Regions from separate parts of the Mus musculus genome. Here all the other regions are linked to region 3. Evidence: chromatin contacts called from public HiChIP or PLAC-seq data. All regions are on one chromosome and are shown on one strand. Each heading gives the region's core, a stretch centred on a gene start, on an enhancer-like site or on the middle of the called end of the contact. The rest is flanking DNA. Distances are from core to core; before and after follow the strand shown. Region 1 overlaps Gm30472 (a long non-coding RNA gene). Region 2 overlaps Tdrd5 (tudor domain containing 5). Region 3 holds the start of Soat1 (sterol O-acyltransferase 1). Region 4 overlaps Tdrd5 (tudor domain containing 5).

Region 1 (3,510 bases), core at 948-3,447, 250 kb after region 3:
TCGTGTGAGCACTTGACTGTGTCAGGCACACAGGGCTGATTCGTAAATGTTGTTCCGTTTCCCTTTACGATATCAATTATGCCTGAGCCCCCTAACCGCCAAGGATGAATCGCTTTCTCTGACTTGAAATACATGCACTGGAGAGGAAAGGACTAATACTGTTCATCTATAAATGACCATGAATCCCAGTGAACCCTAGAACTCTCCCCCACCACAAAGCATTATGTAAGTCTGATGCTTACAGCATGGCATAAGTCTCAGCAAGAACTAGAACACGAATCTCCAGGGCTGGCCCAAGAACAGTGGGTCCCAGAAACCGAATGATGACTAAGTGACGGGAACTCCGAGGAGAACCTCAATTTGCTCCCGTGATTTATGGTCTCATCTCCTCTGTAATGGCTCCCACCATTCAGTCCAGGCTCACAAGGCACCTCAGCAGAGGCGTGGGCAAATTACCTTCCAGAGTCTGTCTTGGGCTCATGCAGCACAAAGGGCTCACAAATCACCTTTCTTCCCTGCAAAGTTTCATCTGCCTAATTGTAGAAAATAGGTTTGCATCTGTGGCCAGGAACTAGAGCTAGGTGTACTAAAATCTGGATTTCTCCAAGACTATAGGATTGTTGGGAAGTGTCAGGTTTTGCAAGAGAAACATTTTCAGATTCATGAATGGCAATTTCTAATAAAACAGTTGTGAAATTGTGTCGCTTGACACAACTTAGAGCCATTTGGGAAGAGAGAGCCTCAACTTAGAAGATTCTTCTCTTAGTCGGGGTTTCTATTCCTGCACGAACATCATGACCAAGAATCAAATTGGGGAGGAAAGGGTTTATTCAGCTTACACTTCCACATTGCTGTTCATCACCAAAGGAAGTCAGGACTGGAACTCAAGCAGGTCAGGAAGCAGGAGCTGATGCAGAGGCCATGGAGCGATATTACTCACTGGCTTGCTTCCTCTGGATTGCTCAGCTTGCTCTCTTATAGAACCCAAAACTATCAGGCCAGAGATGGTACTACCCACAATGGGCCTGCCCCCCTTGGTCACCAACTGAGAAAATGCCCCACAGTTGGATCTCATGGAGGCACTTCCCCAAATGTAGCTCCTTTCTCTGTGATAACTCCAGCCTGTGTCATGTTGACACACAAAACCAGCCAGTACAGCCATCTAGAACAGAGACCACAATCAACTTTATCAAATGCTTGACAAAATGTGAAGTGCAGACTAAATGATACACAGCAATGTGGCATGTGACCCCTGCAAGAAAAATACTGGGGACCTGGGATGGACGGTAGAGATAGGAACTTGAGGAAGAAGGTTGAAGAAGGGATTGGAAATGGGATGGTGTTAGGCAACTGACTCTACAGCTTTTCCTAGGGGTAGGTAGGGCAGCGGGACAGGTACTGGAGTGTTGCTGTGCAGGTCGGCCAAAATGGCACAGAGAACTCCTGAGCCCCGGGCCTGCCTCACTCTGCCACAAGTGCACAGACATATTCACACTTCCCGTGGTACCTTTGGCCAAGACAGACCACCAAAGTTCCTCTTCCAGGAATTACAACAGTCAACTGGCTGTCGGATGTATTTGTTACTGGCAAGATGAGGCTGGATGAAGCTCATTTTAGCCTGAAGAGTGCTTTGGAGGATGCTGTCATGGACCAGGCTTCCAGCAGCATCCAGCCTCTCTCCTTCTCTCTGCTGCTTCTGGCCCATCTTCAGGCCTATCACAGGACCCACGTGAGAGTACTCAGGCAACTTCTGGTCTCCAGGGAGGTTTTCTTGCATTTCCATCCATCCTGTGACAATTTTAGAAAGACATACTTATGTGACTGTTTGCTTTTTGTGGGTTTGTCTGTGAGATGCCACTACCTAGAGCACACAGGTGGCCAAGACTTTGCCACAAGGATAGAATGACAAAGCAGTCAAAGAGGTCAGCTGCTCTAGTAGAGGGGAGAGTTAAATGGCTTTTGTCCTTAAGCCACTATTGTTTCAAGACCTGGACTTTTGTGTAGTATGGAAGACCTGTTGGAGAATTGGATTAGCATGTCAGGCATGCCAGCTTATTTCCATAATCCCAGTACTGGTGAGAGATGAATGAGGCTGGACGATTAGAACAAGTTCTCAGGCAGTCTGGGACCCAGAGTTAGGCCCCATCTCAAAACACAAGGCCGAACAGAGCACACTAGCAAGTCCTCTCACACGCTTATCAGTTTGTGCGCAGTTGGCCAGCTGTAGTTCCAGGAAGGCATTCCTTTCTCATCTCCAGGGCACCAGGGCTGGGATGGGGGGAGGGGTGTCTGTTTCTCTTCCTGCCAGCATCCTGAGATCCCGTGGTTTCTCTTCCTTGAAATATATTTGTTCCTCAAATCCCTCCGATGATCTCTGCTAATGGAATGCTCTACGGTGTGTGTCTGTGTGCACTAGTGCATGTGTTCAGTACACATTCCCATCGGTTACTGCTTTGCGTTGAAACTCACTTGTTTCAAATGGTTGTGGCTTATTCAGTCAACTGTATTCAGATCTCCACCCTCCAGCTTCTCTGAATTCCCTTCGGATGAGTATGGGATGTAGACATTCCAGTTTCATTTTAATCCATTGCTGCATGGATCACAAGAGCCAGCCAGGTGAAAGTCCATTCAGTACAAAGACAAAGTAGTCACAATCCAGGGCGGTGCAAGCAGTGGGCACGGGGAGGTGGGGGGCATTGGGCTGAGGACATGATGGAGAGAGAGTCACCAGGCTGGGCAGGTCTGAGAAGGAGTCTCCCGTGCCTTTAACATTTGTCTCTTGCTGTGGAGCCACAGTGGCTTCTTCCTGAGCTGGCCTGGTTTTACAGATGGGTAGGACTGGCATTGTAACACCACTGCCCCTGTCACTCCTTGCATACGGAGATCTCCCATCTCCGCCTCCAACAGGGGTTTGCTGTGGAGACAGCTGAGCTCGCAGCTCCTGGAAGTGCCCAGCAAAGTTCACCTCTGTCCTCCTTTCCTGTTCTCAGAGTGCTTTCAGCCCCATTCCCATTCTTTCCTCTTTTTTTTTTCTTCCAACCTCTGTTTCTATGAAAAGATTAATCTTTATGGTTCAGCTCTCTGAACCAAAGTGCTGATAGAGGGAGAGGCGGCGAGTGGGTGCTTCCCCGCACTGCTTCGGGGTGCTGCGCTCCTGCTTTTTAATCTTGCTGCTGTCAAGCTCCATTAGGAGGTCTGAGCATCAGCCTCCTACCTTTGGGGCCTGGCCTTCCATCAGCCCTGGCTGAAATAAGGGCAGTGCTTGAGATTGGTATAAAAAATGACGGGCCGTGGGTTCCAAAGAGCAGGACTGTAACTCAGTACCTCTCTGGGCTGGTCCCCTCACATGCCACAGGAGACCCTCTGTCCTCCCAGGGTGGTGACAGCCTCTGGTGGAAGCTGTCAGGATGCCATGTGCAGTCAGCCACAGCAGCAGCACACCAGGGCTAAGCAATGGGTTTCCTCTCCTGAGAGCATGGAATGGTGCTGGTAGAAACAAGCCCCCACCTA
Region 2 (3,293 bases), core at 393-2,892, 220 kb after region 3:
GAGAAAGAAGGGCTCCTTCCTTTCCTGTGCTTAGCTGCTAATTTTGGTGCACACTGTCTTACCCAGCTACTTTTTGAATCCTGGTCTTCCTTTCTTCCTAATATGTGGCACAATCTCTAGGCCATCTGTCTGTAGAGATCTGTCCTGCCCTTTTACTCTTTGCTGAAGTGTCTGTGTCTCTTAGACAGATAATCTGATAAATATGTAATAACTCTGTGTTTAACATTTTGAGAAACTGCCAGGCTGTTTTCCACAGCGGCTGAATCTGTTTGCATTTTTGCCAGCAATTTGAGTGCTTCAATGTTGGTGTTACTTAACACTGGATGATAAGGGTCCTGCATTGTCCTGCTGTGTGTGTATTTAACACTGGTCAATGGCGGGAAGAAGGGTAGCCCTCAGTACCATACTTGTTCATAGAAATAGCAATAAAGACCTCTTAGGTTGAATTTTGATACTCATTAAAACATAGAAGAGTGCTTTTTCTAGAGTTTTACTTTTTAACTGAAATCTAAGTAAGGAAGCATAAAAGGTGTCACTTTCCATGCCTTCACCCAATTTCTCCCATTTTGCAGCAGCCAGATTTACAGTATCCTTTGGATTCTTCCACACTGCCCAAACTGGAAGAGTTCTACATCTCTCTGATCAAGTCTCAGCAGTCCGCAGAGAGGAGCCAGTCTGAACCTGCCAGCATTCAGACTCATGCCGGACGGGCAGCCTCAAAAGCACTCAGTTCAACCCCTGCAGTGGGTGACTCTCCAGAAAACCACTCTGGCTCTGGTATGTTTATGTGTCCTTATGCATGCTCAGTTGACAAGTCGGAAGTTTGTCATGTTGCTAAAACCTTCATTGCTTTGAGAACATACCTTGAAAGGTGGCTGGTGCTGCCATTCTCTCCAAGATCGTCTTGGTGTGAGCTCAGGTTTCTCTAATGTTGCCGCTTTCTTTCAGCTTTTGCAGGGGCTTTACATTTATATAAAGTTTCAAGTACATGGTTCTGTGAGTTTTGGCAAATGTCAGTGTTTCCATTAGCCAGACAAGTTTCCTGTGCCCCTTTGCAGTTAGTCCGGACATTAGCATGCTGGCCTCTGGCATGTCGCCGTGCCTGTTACATAGTAGGTAGTTTTCTTGTCTGGCACCTTCCTTTATCTTCATATTGTAGAGTTTTGTTTCTGTTGGCTATTTATTTGGAAGTGACTTTGCTAGGGCATATGTCCACTGCATGCGAAACTTTTTAAACTACCTGTTGGTCCTCCTTTTTAAAGACTCTGATCACACATGCACTGGGCCACTTTGTCCTGATATTGACTTGATAGTTGTTTATTCTCAGTGCTGCTCACTGTGGGTGGTGTCTGTCCTGTGTGTACTCTGATCTCAGATGCTCTGTTCTTTATCTCTAGTTTTGTTTGGAGTCTTTTGTTTTTCAGTTGTTTCTCTCTTCCTCTTGACTATATAATGTCCCAGCACCTGACTTGGTGTATTTATTTTTGTGATTCTTTCTGAAAATTACTGTCTGTGTCCTGTCTTGATTTCTTTGTCATTGTCTCCTGATTCCAAGTCAGACTTTGTTGTGTGTAGTTTTATCTACCCTGCTTTATGCTCTGGGTGGACCGCACTACCAGCCACCCACCCAGGGTCTCTTAGGATCTGCAGATGAAAGACACACAGACACACACTAGCTTATCTTTAACATGCCTTGCTGGCTCAGTGGCACTTCTAAACCTTCTGCAGCTACTGTGCCCTTCCCTCCAGTACTTCTGGCTAAACACCTTCCAAATCTACCTTTAACTTTGCTGCCCAGTTACCTTATGTGATGCCCATTGGTTTGTGCTGACCAAGATGTTTCTGGCTTGCCCTTCTGTGGGCTGTTTTCCCTTTCCACCTACATTCTGGATGATCTCTGAATCTCTGAGTCTGTTATGTCCCCCCCCCGCCCCCCGTTCCTCCCTGTGACCTGCCCACACAACTGTAAGCAGCCCACCCTGGGCCCAACCATTGGCTTCTGGCGTCTTTATTGATAATCAAAAAACAGCTGGGGACAAGGACCTTGAGTGTCTGGACACGCAGATGCCGATTGAATGGAAGCATCAGAACCACACCCTATAACACTGCGTCCTTGGCCATCAGACACTGGATCTTATGTTGTCTGTCTTTAGGGACGGGAGGCAGTAGTTGCACTTCTCGGCATTGGTTTCACACACCTTAGCATTTCCTTAGGAGCTGCTCTCCCACGGCCCAGGTCCCAGCAGACGCTCTGTTCCGGATGCTTGTCCAGTTTTCTAACCATGCAAGGCAGACGGGGAGCAGACACGATTCCCGATCTACACCACAGTTCTCTATGCAGCCACGTAACCATTGTATTATACTTATGTCTTTTTCTCTCAACTGGGCACTACTCATAATTTTATGGTCAGAATATTACTTTTTAGAACACGCTGTCAAATCTTCTGTGACAAAACTTATCACAAGTATCAGGGAAAATAGATCACGTATTATGTGCTTAACATACACAAAGATAAAAGGGATTGACTTATTTTTCTCTGAAGTTATTGAATTTCTGTTTTGAAGATAGCAGTGTCCATCTATCAGTTGCTTGCAGTGGTTGACTGTCAGGATGTCAAACCGACTACACTGCTGCCCAGATTTAAATTCACCTGAAACTTTTAAAGCAGGTTGGTTGGTTTGGTTTTTGGTTTCCCCTTGCTCTGTGACCCATGCTGGACTGAACCTTGCTACATGGTTGAGACGTTCCTGGAAGTTGCTAACCTCCTTACTCTCAGAAGTGCTGAGATGATAGGTGCATGCCCAGTACGCCCCACTGAAGCAGGACTTTGTGGAATAAAGCCAAGTTAGTTTACTCTGCCCCAGAACATGACAGTTCTTCTCTTACAGTAGGATGCTACCTACTGCAGCACTGGCCTAGGAGTCAGCTTCTTAAATCTGTGAGGGGCAAAAATATACAGTAGTAAAGTGCTTTGAACACACAACCACCAAAACTCAATTCAAACCTTTTAAAGATTTATTCATTTATGTACTTGATGTATATGGGTATTTTGTCTGCACACCTGAAGAGGACACTGGATCCCATGAGGCTACGGTTGTAAACGCTGCCCCATGGGCACTAGTAATAGAATTCATGGCCTCTGGAAGAGCAGCCAGTGCTCTTAAGTACTGAGCCATCTCTTTAGCCCCTCAAATCAAACTCTTAATCAATCCAGGGTACTTGTGGTGGGCTCCCACATGCTGCCTCACAGTGCTAAACTTCAGCCTTTGTCCTGAGCACTCTGTATTCTGAC
Region 3 (3,570 bases), core at 827-3,326:
GCAGGTGGATGAATGAGTTAGAGGGCTTCACAGTGAGGCCTTGGTTTAATTCCCTTCCTCCCCCAGGAACCCTTTATCTTCTTCCCTTTGAACTTATGAAAAAGAATCCAAACAGCAGGATTGGGCTCCTGCTCAAGGCTCCAACCTCTGTGTGCTCTACCCTCCCCCCAAGTGTGCTCCAGCCTCCTGCGCCTCAGAGCAGCCAGAGCCCTTCAGGACCAGGCTCATCCCACTCACTGTTCTTCCTGCCTGTGGCTGGGATTGCTAATTCTTCCTTATTTGGGTCTTAGTTCAGACTACCTCAGAAAAATCAGCCTTTCCTCTGTCTTTACAAAACGTAAGTGGTTAATCATATGCAATTCATGTCATCCAACTCTCTGTGTTCTTTTATGACAACCTGGGAAACCTTTAAAATTAATCATGGCATTCTTTCGCATCTTTTCCTGACCACTCTCTATTTTTTTCCTAACACTTATCACTACTTGCAATTGTCTTATTTTTCTCCCGGTGGCTGCTTCTGTTTTAATTCATGGTTGTGCCTTGACTCGTGCCTTGAAGTAACGGGACATTCAAGTCATTTAAAAAGTGTCCTTGGGACTAAATAATCAAAAGATGATTTGGATTGATTTAGGACATAGATAAAGCAGTTTAGGCCTTGGACTTCTCAAAAGCAAAGATATGAGTGAATTTAGGGTAAAGGTGGGTGAAAGAGAAAGCTAAACGGACTGGAGAGACACTGTCGGCCTGCAAAATTGAACTTCTGTTCTTCCTACTTCATCTTCTTTCTATCTTCCTTCCTTCCTTCCTTCCTTCCTTTCTTTCTTTCTTTCTTTCTTTCTTTCTTTCTTTCTTTCTTTCTTTCTTTCTTTCTTTCTTTCTTTCTTCCTTTCTATCTACCCTACCTACCTACCTACCTACCTACCTACCTACCTATTTACCTACAGGGTCTCTTTGCAAAGCCCTGGCTGTCTTGGAACTCACTATGTGGACCAGGCTGGCTTCCAAATCACAGAGATCCACCTGCCTCTGCCTCCCAGCTGCTGGGATTAAATATGTGCATCACCAAGCTCAGGAGCTGTATACCAGCTCTGTATTTTTATTTTTAACTGACTAAATGGAACAGTGAATAGGCAAGTGTCTCTACCAAGAGTCCCAATAGAAGTGAATTTTTAGTCCCAAATGTTCTAACTGGTGGGATAGGAGGAGGTGGAAGCAAAGGCAGTTGAGTGCTTCCAAATGCTATCACCAAACTGTTGACAGAACCATTAAACACAGTTGTCCCAGAGAGGGCAAAAACTGGGCACACCTGTGCAGAGCCCAGCTGCTCTAAGGCGAGCAGTGTTGCCTGCTATGGGCTAACAGGGGAACTCCTTTTGTGAAAGATCTCCAGAGCAGGCAATTCATGCAAGCCTCAGGCATTGTTTAGGGTATTTGACTAGGAAAGGAATGGTCAGCTGGACAGATTAGGGACTGACTGAAAGATTAACGAAGCCAGTTTAGCTGACACTGTTTTGCAGGCCGACAGTATCTCTCCAGTCTGTTTAATTTTCTCTTTTACCCACCTTTACCCTAAATTCATTCACATCTTTGCTTTTGAGAAATCCAAGGCCTAATCTGCTTTCTTTACCTATGTCCTAAATCTATCTGTATCTTTTTTTTTTTTTTTTGATTATTTAGTTCCCAAGGATGCTTTTTAAATTACTTGATTGTCCCATAATTTCAAGTGACTCACTTCTGTCTTATCTAAGTTGTGTGTTGTTGAAGGACAGACTGAGTCAAGTAGAATTTAGACCACAAAGCAACTTATGACAGGTTTTTTTGCCACTGCTTCTGTCTTATTCCTTAACGGTCAGTATCAGACTCCGCCTTGTCCCATCTCGCAGGCTGCCTTTTCAAACTCTAAGGAAGTTGACTTGGCCTCCTCGTAGCCACACTGGAGGAGAGTTGGGGTGGAGCCAGAAAGCCAGGTAGCTAGAGAAGCCCAGTGGGTACCCTAGATATGGGAGGGGGCGTGGCAGTGGGCGTTGCCGGACGCCGCAGGACCACCAATGGCATCCCGGAGCTCGGGGCGATGCGCGTGACGCAGCCGCGGGCTGGGAGGTTGGGGCGGAGAACGGGGGTGGGGGCCTGCGCTTTATCTTCCTCCGTAGCCCGGCTGGCGGCGTAGCGGGCCGGCGAAGGGACATCCTAGTCTCCGACCGTCCTGCGGCCGCCCAGCCTACCGCCTAGACCGCCGCAGCTGCCCTCCGCTCGCAGGTAACCTCAAGCTTCCGCTCCCCTCCTCCTTTCCTGACCAGGTCCACCCTGAGCCCGAGAAGAAGGGGACTGCGGTGGCGGCGCCGCTCCGGCTCTGCGGGCCTGGCCTGGGCCGGACTGTCCCACCCGGACGCTGTCTGCTGCCTGGGGAGGGTCCCGCTGAGTTTGGAGGGGAGAGCGGGAAAGTTACCCGCAGCCATCCAATGCATCCGATGACTGGCAGCCTTTTCATTATTAGTGATGGTTTGATGTCCCCTCCGAATCATGTGGCGTCTCTCAAGCCAGTCAGTAGTGAAGAAAGTTGAGAATTAGAAGTCATTGCACTCTTTGAAAAGCGACATTAAAAAAAAAAAAAAACCGCTCAGGAAATCAGCTTTCTTTCTTTCTTTCTTTCTTTTTTTTTCTTATTTTCTTTTTTTTTTTTTTTTGATGTGGGCGGAGGAAATGTATATATATATGAAGGGAAAGATGGCACTACCAGGCACCAGACTCTATATGGGCCAGGGAAAAACCTGTTTCAAGCTCATATTCTGTTTTTAAGTAGCGGGGGGGTGGGGGGGGATTAAGTGTCTGTCTTTGATCTTAAGTGCTAATAGACACGTAACTTAAGCAATATATATATTCAGCGGTTTTTTGGGAGGAGACATTGTTGTAAGCTCCAGTCTCTGCATTTTATATAAAACTCCTTGGTCACTGTAATACTTAAGTAGTTGCCACTGTGTCTCCCCCGCCCCCCCAAACTTCTTGCCTTCTTCAAGAATGCAGAATCCAACTTGAATACTTCTTTTTCTTTTGTTTGCTTTCAACTGGGAAATATAAATGACTTGGTTTTTTGAAAAGCCAGCTCAGGCGGCACAGGAGTGGGGCTTGCGAAGAGCTCTGATGCTGTGAAGAGTAAGGAGAGGAAACGTGGAGAAGCACACGGCTTAGCTTGTCACGTGCTTGGAACTGGTCAGGGGTTTCACGTTCTTTCAGGACTCAGACCCAGCTCTAGGCGCCTGAGCTCCTGCTATCTTAAAGGCTGGGCGGGTTCTTCAGGCTCTAGCTCTCCTTCCTTGTGCCTGGAAAGCTGCTTCTTATCTCCTGGACCATTTTCCCCGGGGGCCTTATTCCCCTTCTTCCGCCGCCCCCTAAGCATTCCTCAAATCAAAGATCACTTCCCGGTGGGAGCCACTGGTCAGTCTGAGCCTGTTAGCATTCTGAAGTCTCCTTACCAGCAGGAATCATCTGTAGTAAATAGATGCTTTGTTTTATAGTGAATTTCACGAGGTTAGTCTATCTTTTCTGTGTCTTCTCAGTATCTTGCAGGAATAG
Region 4 (3,228 bases), core at 332-2,831, 190 kb after region 3:
TTTGAGCAGTCCATAATGTGCCAGGCTCAGGTACTCCTAGATGGATAAATTTCAATAAAATATGAGGTTGATTGAGGAATTCTCTAAGAGTTAAGGCATCATATTATTGAATATTAAAGAGTATGTGTGTTAAATAACTGTCTGTTGGTTAGTTAGAAGAAGAAATTGGAGATCAGGTGTTGAGACAGTCACTCACCAGAGTTTGAGAAATTATTTCGGCTCCTGTTTCCCCAGTGTGAGAATTTTACAGTTTGTTCCTCTTTTAGTGCGTCATCCCTGGTGTCTCTCCATCTGCAAGGTTTCCAGGGACAAGTTCCCCTTGCCAGTGTCCCTTCCTGGTGCCTGGCACACGGCCCACTCAGGGGCAGTGGTCCCACACTGTAACCACTCTGACTGTTTCAGGTGGACCGCTTTCATCAGTCAGAAATTCGTGTTTAGTTCAACCAGACAAGAAAACAGAAGCTAACCCTTGGACTTCCAGTCTCTCCAGAAATTCACTATCCACTGTAGCAGTTAAGAAGACCACGTGGGATTGCCCTTTGAAGAACCAGAAGGAGCCAGAACAGAAGATATACAAGAAGCCTAATCTGGTGGTCAAGCCTCTGCAGCTGGTGAGTGGGTAGTGTGTTACATTGTGTTACATTGCGTTACATTGTGTAGGAGGCTCAGTAACCGAGTGAATGCCTCTTTAAACCAGGTGCTCGCTAGAAAAAAAAATAAATCTAGGGACACCTGTCCTTGGAAAAGACCAGTTCTTTTTTGTGGCATTTTTCTGTTTTTTCATTTCCCACACTCGTGGTGTTAAAGTTTTTTGGGTGCCTGAAATGTAAGTTCCCTGACAGCACTGTAAATGTCTCTATTAGTGAGCCTTAAGGTCGAGGCTGGAAAGCCTGGGGCTTTAGAGGGTGCAGAGCCTGCTTTGGCCCAGCCTCGGCCCTGGCCCTGTTCCCTGTTCCTCTGTTGTTTACTTAACTCTTCTCCTTCATGACAGCCTCCCACGGTTCTTTCTGTGTTTGCGTCTCTGCTTGTGACTTTTTTGTTCCTCACTCTAACAGGCTCTTCACTGGGATGAGCAGTTTAAGAGCCTGCTGTTTTTTTCTTCAGGACAATAGGAAGAAGGCCTAGAGGAAAGAGCAAGTGTTAGGATGAAAGTGCTGCAAAACCTTTTGATGGAAAAGTCCCTAAGATCCATCTACTAAAGTTACCCTTGACTAAGGGTAGGGTTAGGTAGGAGGACCTGCCGTACTCCACCTGAATGTCTCCCCTTTTTCTTGGGGACACTTGCCTAACACTCTTAACTTTTTGGCCAATATTTCCATAATGGAGTACTTGAAGGATGTCTTTAAGTGGTGGCTGTAAATGGTATTTTAGCATTCTAAAGCATTCTCAGTCATGAATCTGCCTTGAGCCCAGGGACTGCAATAAGGCTGATTCGTGAAAGAGTTTGAGGGATTTGAAATGTCCCTTTAATGTCTTTCTACGGTTTCTTTCTCTCCCTGCCTTCCCTGTAGCAGGTAGAAACAAACAAACCGCAGCTCAGCCTGTCAGTGGCAAACCACGATATCCCACCAGACGCTGTGCGTGCCAAGAAATTGTGCAGACTTCCTCCATTAGATACCAGCACCCTTGTGGGGGTCTTCGTGGAGTATATAATCTCCCCTAGTCAGTTCTACATCCGGATCTACAGCAGAGATTCCTCAGAACTACTTGAAGACATGATGATTGAAATGCGGTAGGCGCCTCCTGCCCTCACTGTTCCAGCTTAGCTTTAATCAGGAGTTCTCAGATGAGTTGGTCTTGGGACTCCTAAACTAACAAAAAGCTTTTGCTTACTGATGCTTATCAGACAGAAACTTAAACTGCAAAAATTAAAATACCTGTTTTAAAAATCCATGTGAGGTATGATAAATAACATTTTCATGAAAAATAGCTATATTTTTCTAATCCAAGCATGTGCAATAGTCCTTCATATCGATATACCAAGTATATTCCAAATCCCTTTGTAGATACTCAAACTATGAGTTGTACCAAACTCTCTATGTATCTGTATGTATCTATGTGACTTCCTGCCTTTGTGTAATCAAGGGCAAGAGCACATAGTGGTGTACCTACCTCCTGCCTACCTGGAATCGGCACACATTCAGCCCATGTGCAGTCAGACACAGACCCTTCCTATGTGCAGCCAGGGGCAAGCAAGCTTGTCTAGAGAAGCGAAAACACTTGTTATCTTTAAAATACAAGAGCAGGCAATTACAAGAATAACCCCTGGCAGTCTGGAAGTTGTCTGTCCTTGGGCAAGTAGAATTTATAGGTTAGAGGCACGTTGTTTGTTTTGTAGTTTTTTTTAAGCATAGGAATTTTAAACTTTAAAGTAAAGTGTAATCTTTATCATCACATTAGTAGTTTTAATGCAAATGGTATTACATTGAAAATCAACTACTGCCGGGTGGTGGCACGCCTTTAATCCCAGCACTTGGGATGCAGAGGCAGGTGGATTTCTGAGTTCGAGGTTAGCCTGGTCTACAGAGTGAGTTCCAGGACACCCAGAGCTACACAGAGAAACCCTGCCTCGAAAAACAAAAAAAACAAAAAAACAAAAGAAAGAAAATCAACTACTTTTTTTTATTGTTGTTGTTTTGTTTTTGGAGACAGGGTCTCACCATGTAGACCAGGCTGGCCTCAAGCTCACAGATACCCTCTTACCTCTACCCCCCAAAGTACTGGCATTTAAGGTGTGTGCTGCCCTGCTTGGCTTGGTTGTTATTTTTTTTTTAAAGATTTATTTATTTATTATATGTAAGTAGACTGTAGCTGTCTTCAGACACTCCAGAAGAGAGCGTCAGATCTTGTTACAGATGGTTGTGAGCCACCATGTGGTTGCTGGGATTTGAACTCTGGACCTTCAGAAGAGCAGTCGGGTGCTCTTACACACTGAGCCATCTCACCAGCCCCCTTGGTTGTTATTTTTAAAAGATGATTCTGTTATGTGTCTGTGTGGGAGTGTGTGCGTGTGACTACACGTGCCCATGGAAGTCAGAAGATCCCAGATCCCCCGGAGCTGTAGCTACAGTGCTTGGGAGCTGCCTGATGTGGGTGCTGGGAACAGAACTTGGGTCCTCTGCAAAAGAAATAGTACATGCCCTTTAACCACTAAGCAATCATTCCAGTTCCTGCAAGCGACATTTGGGTCCCCACCAAAGGCTAGTTTAGGTCATAATTCAAATACAA

Evidence for each region. HiChIP or PLAC-seq counts read pairs in DNA pulled down with a chosen protein or histone mark.
Region 1: a contact with region 3 is called in an HNF4G HiChIP or PLAC-seq map of pancreatic cancer cells. The contact joins the enhancer-like site here to the promoter of Soat1 in region 3. A contact is called at or near these places in 4 of 39 promoter capture datasets (the 3T3-L1 cell line, the HPC-7 cell line, embryonic stem cells and 1 more), 3 of 484 Hi-C or Micro-C datasets (embryonic stem cells and muscle stem cells) and 2 of 115 datasets of contacts at active chromatin or transcription factors (the HPC-7 cell line and pancreatic cancer cells).
Region 2: a contact with region 3 is called in an H3K27ac HiChIP or PLAC-seq map of extraembryonic endoderm stem cells, with 2.8 times the contacts expected there. The contact joins the enhancer-like site here to the promoter of Soat1 in region 3. A contact is called at or near these places in 12 of 39 promoter capture datasets (the 3T3-L1 cell line, 3T3-L1-derived adipocytes, the HPC-7 cell line and 7 more), 1 of 15 datasets of contacts at CTCF or cohesin (large pre-B cells), 10 of 484 Hi-C or Micro-C datasets (the 3T3-L1 cell line, the HL-1 cell line, the HPC-7 cell line and 3 more), 13 of 115 datasets of contacts at active chromatin or transcription factors (the HPC-7 cell line, the SCID.adh cell line, T-cell acute lymphoblastic leukemia and 9 more) and 2 of 9 other capture datasets (adipose tissue and embryonic stem cells).
Region 4: a contact with region 3 is called in an H3K27ac HiChIP or PLAC-seq map of the HPC-7 cell line, with 8 times the contacts expected there. The contact joins the enhancer-like site here to the promoter of Soat1 in region 3. A contact is called at or near these places in 5 of 39 promoter capture datasets (the 3T3-L1 cell line, 3T3-L1-derived adipocytes, the HPC-7 cell line and 2 more), 2 of 484 Hi-C or Micro-C datasets (the G1E-ER4 cell line and granulosa cells), 4 of 115 datasets of contacts at active chromatin or transcription factors (the HPC-7 cell line, embryonic hindbrain, embryonic stem cells and 1 more) and 2 of 9 other capture datasets (adipose tissue and pancreatic islet).

What each region holds. Positions count from the first base shown.
Region 1 is chr1:156,221,563-156,225,072 of GRCm38.p6, reverse strand. Gm30472 (a long non-coding RNA gene) reads right to left here. Exons shown (of 3, transcript XR_865656.1): 2 at 1,508-1,788; 3 at 1,126-1,162. Among named protein-coding and RNA genes, the nearest start is that of Gm30472, 10 kb to the right of the region's middle. Within about 2 kb of position 2,197, at least 66 of the 459 cell types and tissues checked have an H3K27ac peak or open chromatin away from gene starts, as enhancers often do. A contact at or near this core is called in muscle stem cells and pancreatic cancer cells, where this site is marked.
Region 2 is chr1:156,257,215-156,260,507 of GRCm38.p6, reverse strand. Tdrd5 (tudor domain containing 5) reads left to right here. Exons shown (of 18, transcript NM_001134741.1): 17 at 573-777. Among named protein-coding and RNA genes, the nearest start is that of Tdrd5, 44 kb to the left of the region's middle. Within about 2 kb of position 1,642, at least 2 of the 459 cell types and tissues checked have an H3K27ac peak or open chromatin away from gene starts, as enhancers often do. A contact at or near this core is called in extraembryonic endoderm stem cells, where this site is marked.
Region 3 is chr1:156,472,834-156,476,403 of GRCm38.p6, reverse strand. It overlaps Soat1 (sterol O-acyltransferase 1), which reads left to right and starts at 2,076. Exons shown (of 16, transcript NM_009230.3): 1 at 2,076-2,256.
Region 4 is chr1:156,282,769-156,285,996 of GRCm38.p6, reverse strand. It overlaps Tdrd5 (tudor domain containing 5), which reads left to right. Exons shown (of 18, transcript NM_001134741.1): 8 at 403-611; 9 at 1,512-1,732. Among named protein-coding and RNA genes, the nearest start is that of Tdrd5, 19 kb to the left of the region's middle. Within about 2 kb of position 1,581, at least 23 of the 459 cell types and tissues checked have an H3K27ac peak or open chromatin away from gene starts, as enhancers often do. A contact at or near this core is called in the G1E-ER4 cell line and the HPC-7 cell line, where this site is marked.